Linked DNA regions of Mus musculus: all the other regions are linked to region 1. Evidence: chromatin contacts called from public HiChIP or PLAC-seq and promoter capture Hi-C data. All regions are on one chromosome and are shown on one strand. The core of a region is the stretch at or near the end of the contact, and the rest is flanking DNA. Distances in the headings are between cores, read along the strand shown. Region 1 holds the start of Erlec1 (endoplasmic reticulum lectin 1). Region 2 holds the start of Sh3pxd2b (SH3 and PX domains 2B). Region 3 holds the start of Snrnp25 (small nuclear ribonucleoprotein 25 (U11/U12)). Region 4 holds the start of Rhbdf1 (rhomboid 5 homolog 1). Region 5 holds the start of Cfap36 (cilia and flagella associated protein 36). Region 6 holds the start of Prorsd1 (prolyl-tRNA synthetase domain containing 1).

Evidence for each region. Promoter capture Hi-C pulls out the DNA fragments that hold promoters and counts their contacts. HiChIP or PLAC-seq counts read pairs in DNA pulled down with a chosen protein or histone mark. Capture Hi-C pulls out chosen DNA fragments and counts their contacts.
Region 2: an HNF4G HiChIP or PLAC-seq map of pancreatic cancer cells shows a contact between it and region 1. The contact joins the promoter of Sh3pxd2b here to the promoter of Erlec1 in region 1. A contact is called at or near these places in 2 of 39 promoter capture datasets (both in liver) and 1 of 115 datasets of contacts at active chromatin or transcription factors (pancreatic cancer cells).
Region 3: a contact with region 1 is called in a promoter capture Hi-C map of pre-B cells, with 4 times the contacts expected there. The contact joins the promoter of Snrnp25 here to the promoter of Erlec1 in region 1. A contact is called at or near these places in 3 of 39 promoter capture datasets (hippocampal neurons, liver and pre-B cells) and 1 of 484 Hi-C or Micro-C datasets (B cells).
Region 4: a promoter capture Hi-C map of pre-B cells shows a contact between it and region 1, with 4 times the contacts expected there. The contact joins the promoter of Rhbdf1 here to the promoter of Erlec1 in region 1. A contact is called at or near these places in 3 of 39 promoter capture datasets (cranial neural crest, liver and pre-B cells), 1 of 484 Hi-C or Micro-C datasets (B cells) and 1 of 115 datasets of contacts at active chromatin or transcription factors (astrocytes).
Region 5: a contact with region 1 is called in a promoter capture Hi-C map of pre-B cells. The contact joins the promoter of Cfap36 here to the promoter of Erlec1 in region 1. A contact is called at or near these places in 5 of 39 promoter capture datasets (the C10 cell line, embryonic stem cells, hippocampal neurons and 1 more) and 1 of 484 Hi-C or Micro-C datasets (CD4 T cells).
Region 6: a contact with region 1 is called in a promoter capture Hi-C map of adipose tissue, with 4 times the contacts expected there. The contact joins the promoter of Prorsd1 here to the promoter of Erlec1 in region 1. A contact is called at or near these places in 3 of 39 promoter capture datasets (the C10 cell line and liver), 2 of 115 datasets of contacts at active chromatin or transcription factors (astrocytes and large pre-B cells) and 2 of 9 other capture datasets (adipose tissue and liver).

The regions. Positions count from the first base shown.
Region 1 is chr11:30,951,963-30,955,514 of GRCm38.p6, reverse strand. Erlec1 (endoplasmic reticulum lectin 1) reads left to right here and starts at 1,384. Exons shown (of 14, transcript NM_025745.3): 1 at 1,384-1,601; 2 at 2,839-2,943. The coding sequence starts at 1,440. Asb3 (ankyrin repeat and SOCS box-containing 3) reads right to left here and starts at 1,117. Exons shown (of 10, transcript NM_023906.3): 1 at 946-1,117.
Region 2 is chr11:32,345,803-32,349,589 of GRCm38.p6, reverse strand. Sh3pxd2b (SH3 and PX domains 2B) reads right to left here and starts at 1,750. Exons shown (of 13, transcript NM_177364.4): 1 at 1,622-1,750. The coding sequence starts at 1,696.
Region 3 is chr11:32,203,165-32,206,967 of GRCm38.p6, reverse strand. It overlaps Snrnp25 (small nuclear ribonucleoprotein 25 (U11/U12)), which reads right to left and starts at 1,553. Exons shown (of 5, transcript NM_030093.3): 1 at 1,305-1,553; 2 at 1-8. The coding sequence starts at 1,346. It also overlaps a transcript of Il9r not described here.
Region 4 is chr11:32,220,392-32,224,166 of GRCm38.p6, reverse strand. It overlaps Rhbdf1 (rhomboid 5 homolog 1), which reads left to right and starts at 1,874. Exons shown (of 18, transcript NM_010117.2): 1 at 1,874-1,998.
Region 5 is chr11:29,245,644-29,249,076 of GRCm38.p6, reverse strand. Cfap36 (cilia and flagella associated protein 36) reads left to right here and starts at 1,805. Exons shown (of 10, transcript NM_025740.3): 1 at 1,805-2,062. The coding sequence starts at 1,948.
Region 6 is chr11:29,512,439-29,516,310 of GRCm38.p6, reverse strand. It overlaps Prorsd1 (prolyl-tRNA synthetase domain containing 1), which reads left to right and starts at 1,278. Exons shown (of 2, transcript NM_026465.3): 1 at 1,278-1,394; 2 at 2,635-3,872. The coding sequence starts at 1,311. The coding sequence ends at 3,060.

The DNA.
Region 1 (3,552 bases), core at 135-2,634:
GACAATGGGGCTATAAAGCATTAAAGGCTGCTTGCCTTTTGTAAAACTTACTATCGCTTTGGGGAAGGGATAAAATGGTTTTTTTTTTTTTATTACTGTATAATGAGAAAGTAAGAAACAACTGAGAGAAGTGAGACAATTTTCCTGATCAGATGTAGACTCCATGGATATCAGTAATCCATGTAATTCAGATGTCCTCCTTAAAGCCCCACCTTAATTCACCTTTTGCATGGTGGGCTGTATTTGCTCTATGGCTCCCTTCCTTCTGCCAACAGTAAGAATAAGTTCATTTAGTCTAAATTTGAATTGAGTCTAAGTCTCTTCTCCCAGTGGATTTTAACACCACAACATGGGCAGTCCTTACCAAATGTTCTATGGCAAACACTGTAAAATTATTACACAGGAGATGAAAAAAAATGTGGACATTATTTTCTTTTTTCAAGAAGGGGACAAAAACCAAAACTTTCTGTCTATATTCAGTCTGCTGTAACTTGATTCATAACTTCACATTCACCTGGCTCTGGCCTTGACATAAACTTTCTGGACTTAAGTAAAATAACAACAGTCCAACACTTGAGTCAAGGGAGGGAAAACTTCTCCTGAAGTAAAAATGCAGGACTGTACGCGCCTAGCCACCCAACAAATCTATGCCAAAGTCGAAGGACGTGGCAGGTGTCACTGGGGGTGTCCCCAAACACACAGCATCTGAGACAGACGTGACAACAGTCGCCATCAAAAGAAACTAAGAGAAGCTTCTGGAGAGAAGATGGAGAGTGCAAATAGCAAAAGACTGGAGGGTAGGCAGCTCAGTCGGAACTGTAAGTTCTACTTCGACTCTGCACAGCTCGGTTCTCTACTTGCTTTCTGAGAGCGGGCCGCCGCCCACTCACCCCCAAATCCCGAGAGTCCCTAGCGGCTGGACTGAGCGCGCGGGCCAGGACTCACCTGGCCGGGCCGCTTCGTCCAAGCGCCGTCTCCAGACCCGTTCAACCGGCGTCAGTCCCGGGCCTCTGCGTTTGAGTCCAACCGCTAGGATGCTACAGCAGCAACGCAATGCAACGCGACCCAAGCGCGGGCTTCCGTAGGCCACCGACTCAACAACCCCGGATGTTGATGTGCTGCCTGCCCCGGAAGCGGTGGCCCCAAGCCCTTGTAAGGCGGAGGCGGCTTTGCCCAGCCGTCTGCAAGGAGACGTGGCGGCGGCGGTTGGGTCCCCTGCACTAAGGACGCTTTGTAGTACCTCCTCTTCTTCCTCCTCCTCCTCCTCCTCCTCCTCCTCCTCCTCCTCCTCCTCCTCCTCCTCCTCCTCCTCCTCCTCCTCCTCCTCCTCCTCCCCCTCCTCCTCCCCCTCCTCCTCCCCCCCTTCCTCCCCCTCCTCCTCCCCTCCTCCTGTTCTCCTCTGGTAGAGGAGGTTGTGACGGTGGCTGGAGGACGCGGCAATGGAGGAAGGAGACGGCGGCTTGCGGAGCCTGGTCCCCGGAGGGCCACTGTTGCTGGTTCTGTACGGTCTCCTGGAGGCGTCCGGCGGCGGCCGAGCGCTGCCCCAGCTCAGCGACGACATCCCCTTCCGAGTCAACTGGCCTGGTACCGAGTTCTCTCTGGTCAGTGCCCTCACGAGCCGCAGCCTTCTCCCCTCTTTCTGGCACGAAGCATTCGGGCCAGCCCTCGATTCCTTAGCTTTTTCTTCCAGAACCTTTTTTTCCCAAGCATTTATCGACCCCAAGCCTAAGTGTGTTCGTTCATTCATTAATTCGTTTAGCACACTAAGTGGATATGCCCTCCATACTAACTAGGAGATCAGCGGTCACTTCATCTCCCTCCTTTAAATCTCATTACGTTAGATCTGGCTTCTCTACAGCCCCACTCTGTGGAGGAAGTTTTAGAATTAACTAGCACATCACCCTACCCGCACAACCGTCCAACAGACAGGAGTCCCATCTCTATTCATTCTTTCTCTCCAACACACACTTAAAAACGACGTATACAGCTTCTGAGAATCTTTTCCCTTAAGGCATTTGAGAGGGCTATTTGGTTTGGAAGATATTAGTGAGCTTATATGCGGAATACTACTGGCCATGCAGAATAGACTAGAGGCTTGAATGTATTACCACTATTATTTAGGACTCTAGAACATGAGATTAAAAAGGATTTTATGATCGTTAATTAATGTGTATTGTGTAAAAAGGCAAGAATGAAAGAGCCAGTGGCTGTGAGGCTCCCAATGTGAGAACTGGGAACTGTACTCACCCCTCCGAGAAGAGTAATAATGTGTTTTTAATTTCTGTGGCATCTCTCCAGTCCTAGAATACGAGATTTTGGTGTATAATCTAACAAGAATGGAAATTCAGTTTTGAATGATTGTAGTGCTGAAATGTCTATCCATGTGTAACTACTACAGACAAATTTACCACACACCTAGATCTGGATTCCATTGCCAGCACCGCCAAAAAAGTAAACAAGTGCAAACTAGAACTTAAACAGATCCGCCTGCCACGGCCTCCTGAGGGCGGGGCTTAAAGGTGTGTGCCACAATGTATAGCCTCAATGTATGTATTAATTAGCATTTAAACTTCAATCTATTGCCTTACTAGTTTTCTTTTACAGCCCAAACTTTATCTTTTCTGTTAGATAGGACAACAGTATACAGTTTTTAATTTCCTCCTTATCATTTAAAGATGTTTACACTATTTTGCCTACATCTGAAAATGTGCTTTAACAATCTTCAGTAGAACTGGTCAATTTACTTGAGGAACCTTTGTTCTAAAGAGCACTGAATGTATTCAGGGTAAAGCACCTTAACTGACAAAAAATAATGTATGCTTTTGATTCTGTTTCTAGCCTACAACTGGAGTTTTGTATAAAGAAGATAATTACATCATCATGACAACTGCTCATAAAGAAAAATACAAATGTATACTTCCACTTGTGACAAGTGGGGATGAGGTATGTTTTTTATACATATATTGCTGATCTCTCTAACTAAAGATGCATTTTACAGCCTTATGATCATATATTAAAATAAGTAACAAGCGTCTCAACAGCCTTGTAGCAAAAAATATTAAATTGGGAATTTATTTTAGAAAAATTAGCAACCAGGCAAGTGTGATGTTCACACCTCTAATCTCAACACTAAGAGGTTCAGGCAGAAGAATTACCATGAATTTAAGGCCAGGCTGGACAGACACATTGTGAGACCTTGTCTAAAATTACAAATGGGAGAGAGGAATTAGTTACTAATGTTTTGAATAAAAAGCTAACTCTTTGCTTGTTTTCCTTTATAGAAATGGTGTTTGTGGAACACAATACAGCTTTTAATGTAAACATAGTGCTTTCATAAAGAATTTTTTATAATAAATAATTCTCCAGGTTCCTTATACTTTCTCACTACCTCAGCGCATGCCCTTTTCTTCCTCCTAAAACAACCTAACTCCTCTTAGCCATCCTTCAGGGCGATGACTTCTTTCCCGATGAGGCAGGAGAAGCAACATAGTAAGGTGTAAAAGACAACAGCCTAGAGCCAGGAGGCTGAGGTATAGGCTACGGTTAGCTGTG
Region 2 (3,787 bases), core at 501-3,000, 1.4 Mb before region 1:
CAGGGAGCCCTGGACAACTGGCTAGAACCTCAGGGGTACCCCTCAAAGCCACAAAAGTCTGAGCTGATTCCCAGGTTTTGGGAGCGTTCTGTCCAGGGCCTCTGTGGGTGTGTGGGATGTGGAAAGGGGCGTGGTCTGACGGGCCAACGTCTTTGGTCCAACAGGCCTGCTCTGCTCCTTACTGTTAGCTGCCCCATCCTTGAAACAGACTTGAGAAGACCACCACTAAACATGTGTGACACCACAAGGGAGTAGAAGGTGACACCCAGTCCTTGGTGGTTCTATCTATTCTGGTTTGTCGGATCTGGTGGAAGGCGGCATGGAGGAGAATTTCAGACTTCCTCCAGTTGGTGTGTTGCTGAAAACTGTCCCATACCCAAGAGGCAACTCAACAGGCTTCAACAAGAAACCAAGACTTGGCAGCATTTGAAATAGTTAAGGGGGGGGGGGGGGGGAAAGGGAGTGGGGGTGGGGAAACCAAGACAATTTAGCTGAGCTCTGAAGCAGGGAAAACTTAGCTCTATTTAAAGATACCACAGGTCCAGGAAGCAGCCCCCCGCTGGCTGGCCCAGGGCTGAGTTACTGAAGGCCTAGACTATAACAATACACTGGAACACAGCACACCCTTTCTTGTAGAGTACAGTGGATACCCGGCCATCTCCTTTCAGAATTTTATGGGCGACTCAGGGAAGGCATGTATAGCTGTCTGCTTTGTAAGAATGGATCTCTTAAACAAATAGATCCAAAGGGGCTTCCAGGGAGGCCCCTGGCCAGCCTTTCTCCAGCCAACGCCCTCTCTAGTCATTGTTCCTCACTTCTTTGTTAGGATTTTTTTTTCCCTCCCTCTTGCTTTTTTCTTTCCTGGTTAACTTCTTCAGGACTGGCACAGCCACAGGGAAGCCAGTCCCCCTCACACCTGGAGTGAAGTCCCCAGGGCCTCCTCTAAATCCACTGTCCTACTACCCAGAACCTCTGAGGTGGAACCAAGGCCACCTCAACCTCCAACAAAGTCCCCAAGCAGCCTGAGAGGCCACTTCCCACTTGAGGGTCACCGTGGGCCCCAGGCCCATCGTCCACGTTTGAGAATCCTCAGCCTTTGAGTCTCAGCGTTCCCATCTGCAAAATGATGCCAGGGACCCATTTCCTCCACACCTTAGCAGCTCCAAACAAAATTCTCCTGTCACAGAGGGGGGTTACTCCTGGGGAAACTTTCCCACATTGTTAAGCGGAAGTTACAGGGAAGGGGCGCTCAAATGACCCATGCACAGAAGGATGAAGGGCTAGGTTCGCTAATCCTATGAGGCTGGGCGCCTCTGGGTAGGAGGGTGGCCTGAGACCCACGGCTCCGTGGGTTTCTCTCCTGGTTTCTGTCTTAGTCTGCAGCAGCGGCTGGGGCCAGACTTTTGTACGGGTGGGCAAGGCGAGAGCTCGCGAGGAGATGGCGAGGACCAAGGGGCGAGCGGGGAGATGGCGGGGAAGGCACAGGGACCAAGGGCTCGTGGGGAGACAGACAGCAGGGAGGGCGCGGGGACCCGGGGCGCGTGGGGAGACGGCGGTGAGGGCGCGGGGCACAAGTTCTGCGCGGGGCTGGGATCGCCGCGTGGCGCGGACGCCGACTCACATAATGCTTGTTGGGCACGCGCCGCTTCTGCACGTCCAGCACCTTCACCTCCACGATACTGCGCCGCGGCGGCATGGCCGTTCTCCGCGCCCAGCGCCGTGCGGGCCGGGCCGGGCCAAAGCGATCCTTGCCGCCGAGCACTTGCCGCCGCCGCCACCGCCCTCCGCGCCCCGCCCCTGCCCGCCTCCACGCCGCCCGCCCACCCTGCTTAAAGGGCCCTCCCGGCCCGGCCCGGCCACGTCCGCCCGCGGGCCTTTGTCCCCGCGCCCGGCGGGACGGCGCGCTCCGCCCCCCGCGCCCGGGCCTGGCGACTCTAAACCCAGGCACCCAAGCATCTTGCTCGAGCTCTCCATTCCCGTTAAGGGCTCAGGGAGGTTGCCCATCCCCCTCGGTGTGTGAGAACCGCTGGCGTGCCAGTCGCTATAAATCCGATCGCTTGCCCCCAGGGCTGGGGGCGGGGGCTGGGGGTCAGGGAGAGGTGGTCACTAGGTCTCTTGGGTTTACTGTCTATGACAGGGAGAGGAAAAACTGCAAAAATGGCCTGGCAGCCCTGCACAGGGCTGCGAAGGTGAAAGAGAGCAGGGATGCTGGGTAGGTAGCAAGCCCCTGACCCCGTGGGGGACTGAGTCCACACCTGGCCCTGTGCCCTGTCATTATCACGGATGCTCACTTAAAATCTCACAACACCTGGGAGTTGGGGGTCAGGAGGGGATGGTTAATCGCCTTTTACAGAGGACCTGAGGACAGCCTCTAGATTCATGGAGCAGGTGGGTCCAACCCATGGTTGCCCCACACTAAGCAAAGCAAAGCTACAAGTGGCTCCACATCTCTTTTCTCTAGCTCATCCTAGCATTGGCTGGGCGCTCAGTAACTAACAGATGCTGGCTGAATGAATGGATGGATGGATGGATGGATGGATGGACACACATAACACCATGGATAGGAAGTTCAGACTGCAGGTAGTGGTTTCTCAGCCACGAAGCAGGGGTTCCCCTTCAGGCACCTCCCCACCCATAGATCAGTCGAGGAATTTCTTAAGGGAGAGTTCTCGTCAGTCCAGGCAGGCCTTGCAGACTACTTTATTTTGAATCCCTCTGGAAACCCCTCTATTGCCTTTTTGGCTTCTTTGTCCGTGCTTTCTGCTGTTCTGGCCTTGAAGGCTGGTCTGGATGGGCTTCACTAATAGAAGGGGTTACTTGATTGGTACCAGGCCAAGGCGGGAGGATTGTCTTTACCAAAGCCAGTTTTGTACCAAAGATGGCTTTGTGCTGCCTCAGGCACAGGACTATCTTCTTGGCGCTCTTGATTAAGCTGTTCTTACTGACCCACTCGGAGATTGTGGAGAGTGGCATCCATTTGGAACCAGGGCCCTCCCTGGCCCAGTAATTCCCTCCAGTGCACCAGATCCTAAGGTGCTTCCCCAGCAGAGCTGCCACCCAAGGCACCCGCTGGTTTCTCTCATGTCCTGCACAAAGCAGAAGCACAGACTGTAGAAGTTGGATGTACCTGAATCAGCTAGCTCCTCCCACTTCCCAGTTCCCCAGCTCTGCCTGTAGCTGTAGTAATGCCATCATCTTCCCTGTCCCGTCATCCTTGCCCCCATCCTCCACCTCCCACCCTTGCCGGCTGATTTCTGAGTGTGAGTCGGATCACTCTGGGTCGCTCACAACAGTTCAGCCTTGCAGCTTTTGTCCTTGGGTGTCCGCCTCATTTTAGTTAAGCACCCACAAGGTGCATCTGCGTCCTTGCTACCTGCTTCAGAACCTCCTTCCTTTTTGTGGCTGAATACTTTTTCATTGTGTGTTTCCTAGCCCTTCCTTTTCTTTATTCATATAAATGTGGTCACTTTGGCTGTTGCCACCCTTGGGCTATTGTGACTAAGGCTGCTGGGAATGTTGACATACAGATGTCTGTTCAAAGTCCTTACTCAGTAGTTCTTTAGAGTATGTTCTGGATTGCATGGTAATTCTACCTGGATTTGCTCATTCTTTTGTGGCGCTGCATGCCTGTCTTCCTGGTGGCAATTTTGTTTACTTATTTTATATATAGGAAGGCTCTATCTCATGTACACCTGTGTGCTGGAAGCAAGCATTAGATCCCATTACAGATGGTCATGAGTCACCATGTGGTTGCTGGGAATTGAACTCCGGACCTCTGGAAGAGCAG
Region 3 (3,803 bases), core at 304-2,803, 1.3 Mb before region 1:
AGAGTAACCTAGGGAGATGGAGATCATAAGAGCTTTCTGGTGTTAGAATGGGGCAATTCTGTGTCTGAGAGTCCTGCCCCAGTGGTCCTTTCCAAACATGCCCTTTCACTGACATGGCCCTACCCACACTGCTGGGGAGCGTCACTTGGAGACACCTGATGCCTTAATGTCTCCCTAGTTATAGATGATATATACCTACCTGTCAGTGGCCCTGATCAAAAAAGGGAACCAAGCTTGCCTACTGTTATGGTTTGCATATGCTCAGCCCAGGGTGTGGCACTATTAGAAGGTGTGGCCCAGTTACAATAGGTGTAGCTTGCTGGAGTAGGTGTGTCACTATGGGCTTGGGCTTTAAGACCCTCATCCTTGCTGCCAATATTCTGCTAGCAGCTTTCAGATGAAGATGTAGAACTCTCAGCTCCCCCTGCACCATGCCTGCCTAGATGCTGCCATGCTCTTGCCTTGATGATAATGGACTGAACCTCTGAACATGTAAGCCAGCCCCAATTAAATGTCCTTATAAGAGTCCACGTGGTCAGCCACCTCAGTGAAGTTGGAGATTAGGTTGTATTGAATAAACTTTAAAGGAAAAAAAAAAAAAAGGAGTTGCCTTGGTCACACTGTCTGTTCACAGCAGTAAAACTCTGACTAAGACACCTATTGTGTGTTAGGATTTTCAATTAACACTGGGCCTGGCGATCCTGAGAGTATTGTATCAAGAGGCTCCAGGCCTGTACCTCAGGTCCAGGGTGCAACTGACCGGCTACCTAAAACCTTTGATAACAAAATGTCTTTTGTTTGTTTTGAGGCAGAGACCCACTACTCCAGACCCTTGGCTGGCCTGGAGCTCTCAATGTATCAGGCTGGCCTCAAACTCACAGAGATTCCCTTGCCTCGGCATCCCGGGTGCTGAGATTAAAGGTCTGGCCAGACAAGAGATGTTTTAATAAAACACAGAGGGAAGTACAAATAAACTTGTGTAACTCAGTGGTAGAGCACTTATTTAGCATTCGAAAGGTTCTCAGTTTGGCTCCCAGTTCTGTGCGCACACAGACGTTAAATAAAAACACCTTTGATTGGCAAGGTTAAAGAATACATTAACTACTAAGTCACGCATACTGAAGTTTCAGGCAAAAGGAAAAGACTTGTCACACTCATCCTGAGTTCATATCTTAGTGTTTGTTTAATTCAAACTTCACGGCTCAGAGGGGCTCCTCACCCTAAGCGTTCCACTTATGCGCAGAAGCGTCTTTCTCTGGTGGGACCACCAGCGCCCATCCACACCCCAGAGCCCTGTCTCGCACCTGGATCGGAAGGTCGCAGAGCAGCGGGTCTTGCACCACCATGGCGAGACCTTCTTGGAACACGTCCACAGCCTCGGAATGGGGCAATGTCTCCTCATCATCCTCGTCGTCCTCCGGCACCTCCGGCCGATCCTCAGCCTCCGGGTCCTCCAGGACTGCCTACTACTAGACTAGTGTTGCTTTCCGGCGCTCCTCCAGCCTGCCCTGCCTTCCAGGTTGATAAGCAAAAGGCGCGTGCGCAGTGATTGTGTCCCGCCCCGACGAGATAGCTTAGCCAATGGTATACTGCGTGGCTTCAGTAGCCAATGAAATGTGCGAGTCTTCGGGAGGCTGGGAGCGTGCAGACAGCAGGTTATTGGCTGGATAGAGCAGGTCACGTTGGTGGTGCGAGCGGCGCGGGAGCTACGAGCTATTCTGTTCCCCGCTGCTGAGCTTCTCTTCGGTCTGGGCTGGTTGTCAAGGAAGGCCAGCGTTGCTATCGTTTCGCGCAAGACACCTGTCCCCGTGCACGGCATCACCCAACAAGGTGACGCTGGGAGGCGGGCGCCTCCTGCTGCCTGGGGCCTGCCGTTGCCACTCGCGTGCTGTTGCCCCAGCCAGGTCGCTTCGCAGTCACTTGAGATTATGCCATGGGCTCCATTCCAAAAAATTGCCTAAAAGGTCCACTTTAAAGTAAGGTGGAAGCCGGGCATGATGGTGCACGCCTTTAATCCCAGCGCTTGGTAGGCAGAGGCAGGCGGATCTCTGAGTTCGAGGCCAGCCTGGCCAGAGTGAGTTCCAGAACAGCCAGGGCTATACAGAGAAACCCTGTCTCAAAAATCCAACCAACCAACCAACCAAAAAACCCACCAACCCCCTCCCCGCACAAAAACCAACTCCAACTCCAACACACACACACACACAAATAGAATAAAAAGTGAAGTGAAGCTTTGGCTTGGTGGCACACACCTTTAATCTCAGCACACAGGAGGCAGAGGCAGTTGGATCTGAATCGAGAGCTAGGTCTGTATGGGAGAGCAGGGACTACAGAGGGAAGTTGTCTAAACAAAACAAATCTAGGCGGGACCTGTGGTCCTCGGAGCTGTCAAGGGCAGCCTTGCCATGCGCTGATCTCTAGTCCTCGTGTTCTTTTACACCACCAGTCCCTGTAACAACTGTTCTTATGAGGACGCTGTGTAGGCAGCACTGTGGGCTTTTTCTTTTTTCTTTGCTCCCGTCACATTCCCTGGATAGCTACTTTAATCACTTGCCTCATTTTTAAAATCCTATGTGTATGGGTCATTTTCGGCGTGTATTTCTTCTGGGCACTGAGAAACATCGTGTGAGTGCTGGGAATCAAATTTGGCCCTCTGGAAGAACAACAACCGTGTCTCTCTCTCTCTCTCTCTCTCTCTCTCTCTCTCCCTCCCTCCCTCTCTCTCTCTCTCCCTCTCCTCCCTCTCCCTCCCTCCCTCTCTCCCTCCCTCCCTCCCTCCCTCCCTCCCTCAATCATGGTTATCCTACTTAAAACTCTTATCCCCTATGCCAAGCTTGTTGTACGCACTTGGAGAAAATCCTAGCACTTGGAGAGACTGAGGCAGGAGAAAGGGTTTAAAGCCCAGGAGAGTTGCACAGCAGAGATAAAGAAGAAAGTAAGAGGAACAGGTTACATAGTGAGACCCTTTCTCAAAACAAAAATAAACAGAAAATCTACAGTATAGATTAATGTGGCCATAAGTAAGCACAATTTATTTGTCTTTGACATTTTTGTTTGAGATATCTTCTCTCAAATGAACTGTTTCAGGCAATTTTGGCTTTATCAGCTATGTCTATTAGTTTTCTGCCTTTATCAGCAGAAAAAGCAAGCCAGATCTTTCCTTTCCCATGTTTTCCTTTCTAGGCCATCACGATTTTCATGTCCTACCATTCTACCTCATACCTATATCTATATTTCTATAGCTCCATATTCCCACATGCATACACATCTGTGAACCAGAGTATCAGTTATTAAGCCTTGTAAACATAATTATATTTGCCCTTGGGGACACCAAAAGACTAAGCATTAAAGGAACTCTGGCCTATTTTGAGGGTAGGGTAGTGTGCTTGTGGTTGGGCTCAGTTAGTTATTGTAGGCAAAATTATGAATGTGTCTTCACTTGGAAATTAAGCATGGCATAAGGATGTGTGTCTGGGTGTCAAGTTTACAAGGGGTGGACTTGTATTGATTAATATTGACTGTCAACAAGACAGGGAATCGCCCATGGGACAAGCGCCTGGTGCATCTGTGAGGGGTTATTTAGATGGGTCAACCTCTAGGCATCCCTGTGATGGACTTTCTTAAATCTGATTCTTTAACTACTTGGCCATTCTGGTATATGGAATTTTCTTGATTACATTAATTGAAACGGAAAGACTCACCCTGAGTGTGGATCAAGTCTTCTCCTGGCAGCTTAGATATTAGTATAAAGCAGTCGGAGGGGAAAGGTTTTGCCTTTTGCCGGCTTGCTTTTGTGTTTTGTT
Region 4 (3,775 bases), core at 625-3,124, 1.3 Mb before region 1:
CACAGATGCTGGCAGAGTACTACACAAGACCTGGAGGTAGTGTAGAAGCCTGTCTATCCCAACACCTATTCACCAGTTCCAGAGTATTAGAAACTGCAGCTGACTTCTGTTCGGCACAGTCAATAAAAGTATGTGAGAAGCCACGGGTTGGATTCTTCCACCCAAAGCTTAGGTCAATAGGGCAGGTAGGAGGTTCTGGGACTGTGGAGAATTGGGTCTGTGGAGACTGGATGAAGGCTTGACTATTTGTCCACACTCCTCTGCTCAAACTGTCCATGCCCTGACTCAGGACTTGAGGATGTGTTTCACCTGGGGAATCCTGAAGCCATATGCTGAGATGGGCATTTGTCTGTAGGCATCATGCTCTCAGGAACAACGCCTGTGTGTGTGGATGGACATGGAGGGGTTTGCCAGGGGCGGGGGCTGTCACAGACTCCCCTGCACTATGGGAACTCCAAGGTCGATGGAGCAATGAGTCCTGGAAAGCTACTTTTCTGTCACTGTGTGCTGACAGCACTGTGGTATTCTTGCATTGAAGATGACTTGGGCTGGAGAGATGGCTCAGCAGCTAAGAGAGCTTTCTGCCTTTACAGAGGACCAGAGCTTGGCTCCCAGCACACACACTGGACAGCTCACAACTGCCTATAACTACAGTTCCAGGAGGATCTGATGCCCCCTCTGGCATGTGTGGGCACCTGCAACCACACACAGAGATAAAAATAAACACAGAAGAATTCTTTCTGTAAGAAAAGACGACTGACCCCTGGGTGTGTCTTCACAGTGAGTCTCCTGTAGGACTTCTTGCAGCTGGTAATAGATTTCTAGGTCTCAACAAAGGTCTAGGTGACCCTGCAGCATCCACAGCAGGAAGGAGTAGGGACCTACAGGCACCAGATGCCCGGTTCCTGTGGCCGGTTCCCTGATTTTCCAGAAAGGATGCAACCCCCGCACCTCCAGCCAGCCCAGTTTGGGCGTCCAGACCCTGCTTATTCCTAGCATGAGTCAAGAATGCTAGGCATGAAGACTGTCCCATCTCTGGCTTGGCATGTGTGGGTTACAGGAGCCCAGAACATCTGCACCACGACAGCTTTCTTCTCCCTCAGCCTTCAGCCTCAGCCGAGAGCAAAAGAAGCACTTCCTGTCCAGTATACAGAGTGATGAACCGTGCCTGACGTTATACGTGAGCACTGAGGCTGAAGAGAGAAGAGTGAGCGCATGCGCGGATGTAATGGCTTGAGGGGTGGCAGGTGTAGTCTAACCCTTGTACCTGCTGGGAAAGAAGTAGGGGAAGGGGTAATTGCTGAGCTGCGGTTCCTGTGAAATGGTGTATCAGTGTATGAACGTGAGTGTGCACACTTATAAATGTGTTAGGGTAGAGAGTGTGAGCCCATGGAAGTGCATTTTGAATAGGTGTGCGCACGTGTCTGTGTAAACAGGTGCGAGAGGCCTGAATGCATGAATGTTTGTTAGAAAGATCAGGCGCGTGTGCACAGGACAAGTGAGAGCTTCGGGACCCTCAGTGATGTGCCAGTGCGTGCCTTCGGAAGGGGCGTTCAATCTGCCTTTTAGGTCCCTTCCCACGCCACCCTCTTGCTTTGGAGGTCCCCTTCCTCTCTTCCCAAGCACAGGGGCAGCACAAGATGAAGGAGTATGGAAAGGCGAGTCCAAGACAGATGTTATGATTAAGGTGGTCGCTGGCGAGCCCGACTCCCAGCTACAGGTGTCTCTGCGGGACCCCTGGCAGAGCACAGCCGGAGGTCTTCCCGGAGGAGGCGCCCGGGGCTGGCAGCGGGCGGCGCGCATTCCTCAGCCCTGAGTCAGGCGGCCGCCCCTCTGCCGGGCCCGCCCCCGGCGCGCACGCCCCTCGGCCCGTGGCATTCCCAGGCGGACGGGTCGGGCCGGCGCGCGGGCGGCGCAGGCAGGGACTAGGCGCGGGCGCCCTCCCGGCCCGCAGCGGCGGCAGCAGCCGGTGCAGACCCTTCTGAGGACCCTACGGCGGTGAGTGGCGGCCGGGGTCTTTGCGCGGGGTTCCGGGCGGGCGAGTGCGGAGCTTGCGTTCTGGCGCGTGTCCGCCGATCGCTGGCAGTCGGTGCGCGGAGTTTCCCGAGCGCCGGCGCAGGCGGCGCGGCCCGGATTCCAGCCCGGCGCCCCACAGAAATAGCCCGTGGTCGGATCGGCGCGGCCTGGCGGGCGGGGCAGCGGAGTAGCAGCCCCGCCGGGTCCCCGGGGACAGGAGTCCGGGGGCCGCAGCCGCCCTGAGCGGCCCCTCCGCTGCCAGCCCCCACACCCCATGCCCTCCGTGCTCCCAGGGCCCCGAAGGTGGCGTCTGAAACTCTGCACAGAGAGCGCGACTTCGGGCCACAGGGTCCGCTTCCTCCCACTCACGGGAGTAACAGTGGCAGCTGCGGGCCGGGGAGCTCGGCTGGGCCTGCTCGGCCCGTTTCAGCCCGGTTCGCATCGGCAAACTCGGGAAGTGCCTCCAAAGACATCTCCTGCCCTGTACAGTGGCCCCGGGGGCGAGCCCGAGGCCACAGTCGGGATCTTGAAGTAGGCCTGGGCGCGGTGGGGTGACCGCGGACCCCAAGGGCTCAGGGATAGGCGAGAGGGCCTGTCTGTCCTGCTGGGAGCACGCTAGTAGAGCTGGGTGGAGAACGGTCAAGGGACTCCCCCTAGGCTTTCTTTCCGCTCAGATAGTCCGGACCAGAGTTCCTGCTCCGTGTGCCTCTTGGAGTAGTGTGTCTGTCTGCGTGGGCGGGGCCTGGATCCGGAGGCCCCCCGCTCTGTCCTGGGAAAGCCCCCCCTCCCCACTTCCTGTTGAAGCCGGGAGAAGATTCTAGGATGAAACTGGCTTTTCAGGTTTAGACCAGCTAAGAAGTCGGGGCAGTCCCAGGCTAGGTGCTCCCCACCTCCATGGGGCGAGCCTCAGCCCCTTGCCCCCGCCCTTAAGCCTAGAGGATGCTGGGGAACTCAGCAGCTGGCCAGTTCTCAAGAGGTTGCAGAGGCTGAGCCCTATGCTTACCAGGGTCATTCTGGGCAATCCGGGTAAGAGGGCAAGGGTGTCGGGTAGGTCCAGTACAGTACAGGGTAGGGTAGTACAGGTTCTGGCACCAGTCCACAGAACTCCAGGCAGCCTCCATGGCTGGCTAGCTCCTCTGCAGGAGCCTTACTGGGAAGTCCACTTGGGTGAGCCAGTATAGCTCCCCTCGGGGTCTAGAGGTGCTGGTTTGGGTCTCCCATTAAGGGACAGTCAGGGCCCTCCCTCCTATCGCCCTAGCTCTAGTCCTCAGCGGAGCCCCTTCCCTTGCCCAGCCCCAAGTGCTCTGCAGCCGTTGGAGCTAAGGATCCCTCCCAGTTCCCTGGCAGACCTGGCCGAGGTGCTGAACTCCCTTGAGGCCCTGTGACCTCAGGCAGTAAAAAGCCTCTCTGAGTCAATCTGTAAAATGGGAGGACAGGAGTGATTACTTCTGCCACCGGTTATAACATCAACAGGGTTCGTTGGGCTCAGGTCTGAGGCAGGTGTCCCCGGCTTTTGGTGACTGAAGCTGTTGTTGCAGACTCAGTTTACCCTTCTGGAGCCTCTCCAGTTTTGTCCTGCTTCCTTTGGGTTCTGGGAGGGGTTTCTGAGTCAGTACAGGGGAACTCTGTACCCCTCCTCCATTCAGAGACTCAGCTGGACTACAGATTGGGCATCAGAAGTGTCCATCTTAGTGGACACTAATCCAGAATTTGACCTACAGTTAGCTCCTGACTCCAAGCCCTTTCTGAGTGGCTGGCT
Region 5 (3,433 bases), core at 556-3,055, 1.7 Mb after region 1:
CCAGGAGCCCTGGACAAAGGGGGCAGTGCTTATATAGGATTTCTGAAGGGCAGAACTTCTCATGGCAGAGATTTCCAGTGTGAGAATTGGTGGAATTTCAAGTCTTGAATATGGGGTGGCTCAGGAATTGGTGGCTCTTTTTTTCACCCCATTTTCCTTTCATCGGGCCCATGGGTTAGGGTGAGAAGTCCTTCCTGGATGTAGCTGGCTTTACCTGAGGCTCCATCTCTGTGGGGCTGTTTGTGTGTGTGTGTGTGTGTGTGTGTGTGTGTGTGTGTGTGTGGTGTGTGTGGTGTGTGTGTGTGTGTGTGTGGGGGGGGCTAGAGAGGAGGTGCTGCCACGGTGGACAGCTTCTGCAGTGGTGCTTCATGAAAGCTGTAGGCTGAGGCATGAAAAGTGTGGCCATTATGAACAGCTCCTGAGGGGCAGCTCCCGATGAGGTGAGAAAAGCAGTGTGCCACTGTGGACCACTCTTACGGCTCTTATGATGGCTGTAGGCTGAGATGTTGTGATACCGCCATTTTGGACAGCTCCTGAGGAGCCATAGGCTGGGCAGCAAGGAGGGGCCTGGAGCCCCTTTGATGACTTTTGTGGCTCAGCAGCTTTTGTGGTCCTCAGAGACTTCAATGATGAGACAGGTGACAAGACAAATCCCCACAGAAATGACCTTTTCGTCCATAAGGAAATTCTTGGACAGAAGACAAGATTAACTAGCTAACATACTAATTGCTGACTTGAGAGCTGGGTCCTCTATCAACAGCTTTAGTATATATTGAAATAGTTCTCAACCTGTGGGCCACGGATCAGAAATCCTGCACACCAGATTTACAACAGTTGTAAAGTTACAATATGGAGTAGCAATGCAATAATTCTATGGTTGGGTGTCACCACAATACGAGAAACTGTATTAAAAGGCTGCAGCATTAGGAAGGTTGAGAACCACTGAAACGTTGAGATCTTCAGGGTCCTCTGCCTCTAATACCCCTTTAGTTCCTCCTGAGCTTTCCATGAACATTTGCTGTATGTAGCTCCTGCCCTCAACCAGACCTGGTACTGTGCTGTCGGCCCAACACACAGTCACCTCTGGTTCTCACTGAGTCCTCCACTTCCACTTTCATGAAACTGAAGTTGTAGAGTCTGCTCCTCCAGCTCCTCACCACTCTCATTATATAGCCTTGGTGGGCCTGGGACTCTCAGGTCTGTCTGCCTGTGGCTATCAGGAGTATTGGGATTAAAGGTGTAGGCCACCACATCTAGTTATAAGATTCTTGGGAGTCCTCTGGCTCTTAAGTAGGAAGAGAGCAACCTTGATACTTTCTAAATACTGTCTATGAAAGCCTAATTAAATGGAGATTAACTGATTTTATACTTGTCCTAATTTTAGTTGTTGTTAACTAAGCTTAGACCCATCCTTAGACAGCAAGCAAACGGCTTGCAGAATCAATCAGTAAACCTCACAGAGCATATTTCTCTCAATTTTGTTTTCAAGGGCCAGGGGGTCTGAAGACCGCTAGGGATGAGGTGGGAGGAGGTCCTCAGGGAAGCCACGCCTTCAGCACGCCATTTTGAGACGGGCCGCGCGCACACGGGAGCGCGAACGCCGTCTCTAAGCGCAGTAGCCAATGCCCGCGCGTCTGCTCTCAGCCTAGCAACTACGGGCCAATGAGTGGAGGGCTATCGTTTGCCCCGTTCTCTTCTAGCCAATAGGAAACGTTCCTAATCCAGCCCCCCCCCTCCAGGAGCTCAGGACTCAGGCCTCACTTCCGGGCTGCTGCGTACGTTGTCATAGCGACCATTTTACGTTAACTGGTTTGTGGTGTCTAACCTGGGGGCCCGGCGATTGCGGGGACCTTGCTGCCCGCATTCTCCGTCGCTTCCTGCGGCCGAAAGGCCAGACAGGGCTGGGGGAATCCGGCCTAGGCGTCCGCGTCGCCGGGTGCGAGCGGGATGGCTGCGGAAGAAGAGGACGAAGTGGAATGGGTGGTGGAGAGCATCGCTGGGTTCCTGCGGGGCCCGGATTGGTCTATCCCCATCTTGGACTTTGTGGAGCAGAAATGCGAAGGTAAGAACCAGACTGTGAACAAGCCAAATATTACTGTCTCTGCCTGCCGGGCCTAGGACAGTTTTGTAGAAGGAATTACGTACATCCCTTCCCGAGTGGCTCGTTTGTTTGCAGACGTGAAATTGCTCACCAAGACTTTTCACCCACTCTGCCCGAGCGCCTGTCCTGAAGACATTAGACTTTAATCCCATGTTCGGCCTGTCACTTCACCCCGTATCTTTCTACCCCGCGCAAGTGGACTGTTTGGGTAACCAGCATCTTCCTCAGTTATTTGGGGAAAACGTCGTTTTTCTTCGAGTTCCTTCTGACCCCTGAGATGTCGCCCTGTGGACTCAGCCTATGAAATGACAAATTCACTCTGGCCATTTTATCTGCAAAGGGGGGCATTCGATTACTCCGGCAGGACCAAAGCAGGCGATGGGGAGGAAGAGCTTTCTAACAAACGAGATATACAAATGTGGCATTCTTTTGAAGGACCAGCATCAGTGCTTTCTGATCGGTTCATATCACGCTCATATCCGAGTTCATAAGACGAATTGGACTCTGTTCATAGAGAAGCAATCACAAACGATGTCCTATCCAACCTTTATCTTGGTTTTTTTTTTTTTTTTTTTTTTGCCTAGGCAATACTTGGAGGGTAGCAATATATATCGTCTGAACTTGTGTCTTAGGTTAGGGGGACAGACTTTTTGTAAAGATCGGTGCAATAGAGCTGGGGTGAGTGAATACTGACTCACAGCTGCAGAGAACACATTTCAGTGAAGGGAATCTTTTATACACTTTTCTAGGATGAGGTGGCCTGCTTGAAAAGTTAATGGGTTCCCAGGCATTTGAAGTATCTGCATACACTCGACAGTGACTGTACTGCAATGCAGCTTGTTTGAGATTCAGCTAACAGAGGGTTCTTATCCTGAATTGTCTTGCAAGACTTCTCTCAAACCCAAAATTCTATGAATCTAGTAAAGAAAGAATGTTGTTTGATCACTGAACCTTTTATTTTATTCTAACTGTTAAAGTTCAAACACGAGTTAAGTGTTTTGGTAGGCAGCTTTTATGAAGGATCAGAAAGCAAAGCAATTGACTTGTGTTCCTGTAGAATTTAGAGTGCTGTTAAAAGGTTGATGAATCATGGGGATAGCCTGGCCTCCTGCAAGAGGGATTATGTCTCCCACTGATTTTCATGTATTTTTGAGACTAAATCCTTAATAGAAATTGTGTGGGGTATGGTATGCCTTCTATCCATCCACAGGTGTCAAGAGTGGCTACATCTCGGTAGTAACAGCTGATTGTGCATTTTTACAGAGAAGCAAAGCTAGGGCTTACAAACACACCACAATGATGTAGTTTTAGAACTGAAAAGAATTAGTATTT
Region 6 (3,872 bases), core at 29-2,528, 1.4 Mb after region 1:
CTAAAAAGTTTTAAAATTTTGAAATCCTGAGTTCAGAGTGAAACTGTAAACACAACTCTGACTTACTCTTTTGTAGTTTCTTCCAATACTGAGTAAATCATAGGCTGGAACAAATCCCTGTTTTCCAGTCTGCCCTCCTTCTTCTACTGCACAGGCAGAGAAAGCTCCTGGCTAATGTGGTGTGTTTATGGTAACTCACCCAAGAGTGTCTGCTTAGGGGCTCAGTTTTTGACCATGTATGGACACTATCCCAGCTCCTAGCTAGCACGGCATCATTCCTTGCCAAAACTCTGTGAAACCCTCTTAAGACCAGATGAGTGACTTCACTGACTTCCACATGTGAGATTGATGAGCCCGCCCAAAAGCTGCCTCCTAGTAAACCTGCCTTTATCTACATGTAATATGTTCTAATCTGGCTCTATTTGTGTCACCGAGGGAGAGAAAAAGCATACCATCTGTGTCTTAAGAGGGGTTCTTTTTCAGATCTTCACTCCCAAATAAATACAATTAATTTATATTAAACATCTCTGAGTGTATCAGTGTTTCATGTTGCATGTGAGCCTTAATTTCAAAGTTTAAGTGAAATACTAATGTGGAATTTGAACCTTATTCAAAGTAAGTGGTCCCACCATGGTTGCAAATTCCAGGCCATAAGTATCATAACGACCACTGTAATTCGTCGCAGTACTGTTTTCTTCCTTTCTTTTCTTTTTTCTTTTTTTTCGAGACAGGGTTTCTCTGTATAGCCCTTGCTGTCCTGGAACTCACTCTGTAGACCAGGCTGGCCTCGAACTCAGAAATCCGCCTGCCTCTGCCTCCCAAGTGCTGGGTTAAAGGAGTGCGCCACCACACCCGCAGTACCGTTTTCTAATATCATAATATGCGGGAGTGATGGCTGGTCTTCCAGAGGACCGAGTTCGGTTCCTAGCACCTACATGACTCACCATCACTCCAGTTCTAGTAAATTGAACACCTTCTTTCAGCCTCCTCAGGCACTGCTCACACGTGGTGCACAACCATGCAAGCCGGTAACTAACGCCCATAACACATAAAATTTAAAAGAACGGAAAGACGGAAGTCACAAGCTACAGTTGTTGAGGCATGAAGCCACATTGCCGCGGCCGAGCAATGGAACCCGGAGCTTTCCGACCCCGGCACTGGAGGCTCAGGTGGTTGGGGGTGTGGCTAAGCGCTCTCGGCGGCCCAAAGATGGGTCAGGCCACAGAGCCATGCCAGGGCGGAGCAAGCAGCCATCACCACGCCCCCGAAGCCGTGGCACTTCCGGTAAGCCTGCCCACGTAGAGGGGAAAATGGCAGGCTCGGAGCTGCGGGCTGAGTTAGAACAGAGGCTCGGCGCCCTCGCCATTCGCACGGAGGTCGTGGAGCATCCCGAGGTGAGACTGCGGCCCCAGGAAGGCAGAGGGTCTTCGGGCGAGTGTTTATTGGGTCCAAGCAGAGGCTTATAAGTTTATTTAAAACTGCGGCAACCGTGAGGAAACTTGTCCTGGGATGACTGACGTGACTTAAAAGCCGGTTGGATAGCTGATACGTTATGTAGATAACTAAGGAACAAGGCACTACATAAGTGGCAACCCTATAGAATCGCCTAGGCTGTATCTGGTACCAAAGGCACAGCAGGCCATTGAGGTGGCTTGGTTTTTTACTTCTTTGGACAGTCGTTACCACTGCAGCACGGCAAGGATCATTTCCCAAATAATTACAAAAAGTATATAACCCCTGAGTCTGGAGAATTGTTTTCGCGGTTAAGAGCACGTACTTCTCTTGCAGATGACACGAATTTATTTCAGCACTCACACTGAGAGCTGTTTAAAACTACAGTTCCTCTTTTGGCCCGCTCCCGCTTGTGCCACAAACAAAAGTACGTACCTTAATTTTAACATGACCTACACTGGAGATGTACAATTTTTGTGGAAACTATTATGAGGGTTGGTAAGGCTTGCACGACACATTTTATGATAGAAAACACCTGTCTTAATATTTACTATTTCCCATTTTTACAAAGGTCACATTCTGTGTACATTCCCAGCCTCCAAATACTTTAAGGCCCTGGAGTACTGGTACTTGTAACATTAAAAAAATGTTCTTTATGTACTAACCTGGGGTCTTATGTTCTTCATCGATGCCCTTGTAGTGAATGTCTGGGACTCTGGAGATAAATATTAAGGACTGTCATCAAATTTTACGCCAAAGTTCAAAAGTTATAAGCGTCTCAGGCACCTGATGGCTTTGTTAGCCACTGGGATAGAAAACTGGCCCAACAAAAACTGAGGTCTTGAGGTCTGCAACTGTGATGATTAAGGCTCCCCCTGAACCCCAACCAGGATTTTGCTGCACTCTTGAATTCTTGATCTCGGCCTCAGCTCTAAGTACCAGTACTCCAGGTACCAGGCCTTTAAAGTATTTGGAGGCTGAGGTTTTTAGTTCAGAGATATTGTGCCTGCCTAGCAAGCATAGCACTCTGGGTCCTATCCTCAGCACCAAAAGGCCCAACCCCTATCAAAACATTTATAACGAATACCAGTTAAATTCAGAGCATCCACCATGAAAAATATGTACAACCGTGGATATGTATGTGTGCAATTTACAGTGTTTTTTCTTTTGCATATTTTGCAGGTGTTTACAATTGAAGAAATGATGCCTCATATTCAACATCTGAAAGGAGCACATAGTAAGAACTTATTTCTTAAAGACAAAAAGAAGAAAAACTATTGGTTAGTCACAGTTCTTCATGATAGACAAATCAATTTAAATGATCTTGGCAAGCAGTTAGGAGTTGGGAGTGGAAATCTTCGGTTTGCTGATGAAACAGCCATGCTAGAAAAACTGAAAGTTGGTCAAGGCTGTGCCACACCTTTGTCACTCTTCTGCGATGATGGAGATGTTAAATTTGTCTTGGATTCAGCTTTTCTGGAAGGTGGACATGAGAAAGTGTACTTTCACCCAATGACTAATGCTGCAACAATGGGGTTAAGTCCTGAAGACTTTCTCATATTTGTGAAGGCTACAGGACATGATCCCATAATTCTAAACTTTGATTAAAAAATGATTGGGAGGGCTGGAGAGATGGCTCAGCGGTTAAGAGCACTGACTGCACTTGCAGAGATCCTGAGTTCAATTCCCAGCAACCACATGGTGGCTCACAACCATCTGTAACGGATCTGATGCCCTCTTCTGGTGTGTCTGAAGATAGCTACAGTATACTCCTATACAATAAATAAATAAATAAATAAATCTTAAAAAAAAAAAAAGATTGGGAGCCAGGTGTGGTGGCATATGCTATTTGCCTAGCACTTTAGGCAGAGCAGGCTGATCTCTGAGTTCTAGGCCAGCTAACATCTAATAGTCAGCTGCTATGTCAAACAAAAGTCAATTTGGTTAATATTCATAATAAACTCATTCTGACAGCTGTTTTTATTTCTTGTGTCTTTAATTTGGAGACTATTATTTACCTTAAAGATATTTATGTGTATGAGCATTTTGTCTGCATGTAATGGTACAGTCAGGTACCATTACAACTGGCTTATTAAATTCAATGTAGAAAAACTAGAAGTAGAAAATTGTTTCCACTAAAGTATTAAATTTATATCTTAAAACTCGGCTGCAAAATATAGCATCAGAACTGGTTCAGATGACAGAGAGGCAGTTCCCTTTGTCCTCTACCCTAACTTACTATCCTATTTTATGATAAATTTATTCATCTTTGTTATGGTGAGTCCTGGTTGGGAACTTGATTTGATCCAGAACAAAATACTCCCCTGAGCAGATCTGTGAGGACATTTCTAGGCAGGACTAAATGAGGAAGACTCCACAGTGGGCAGAATTTTGACAGCAGCTTGGATGAAGTTCCAGGA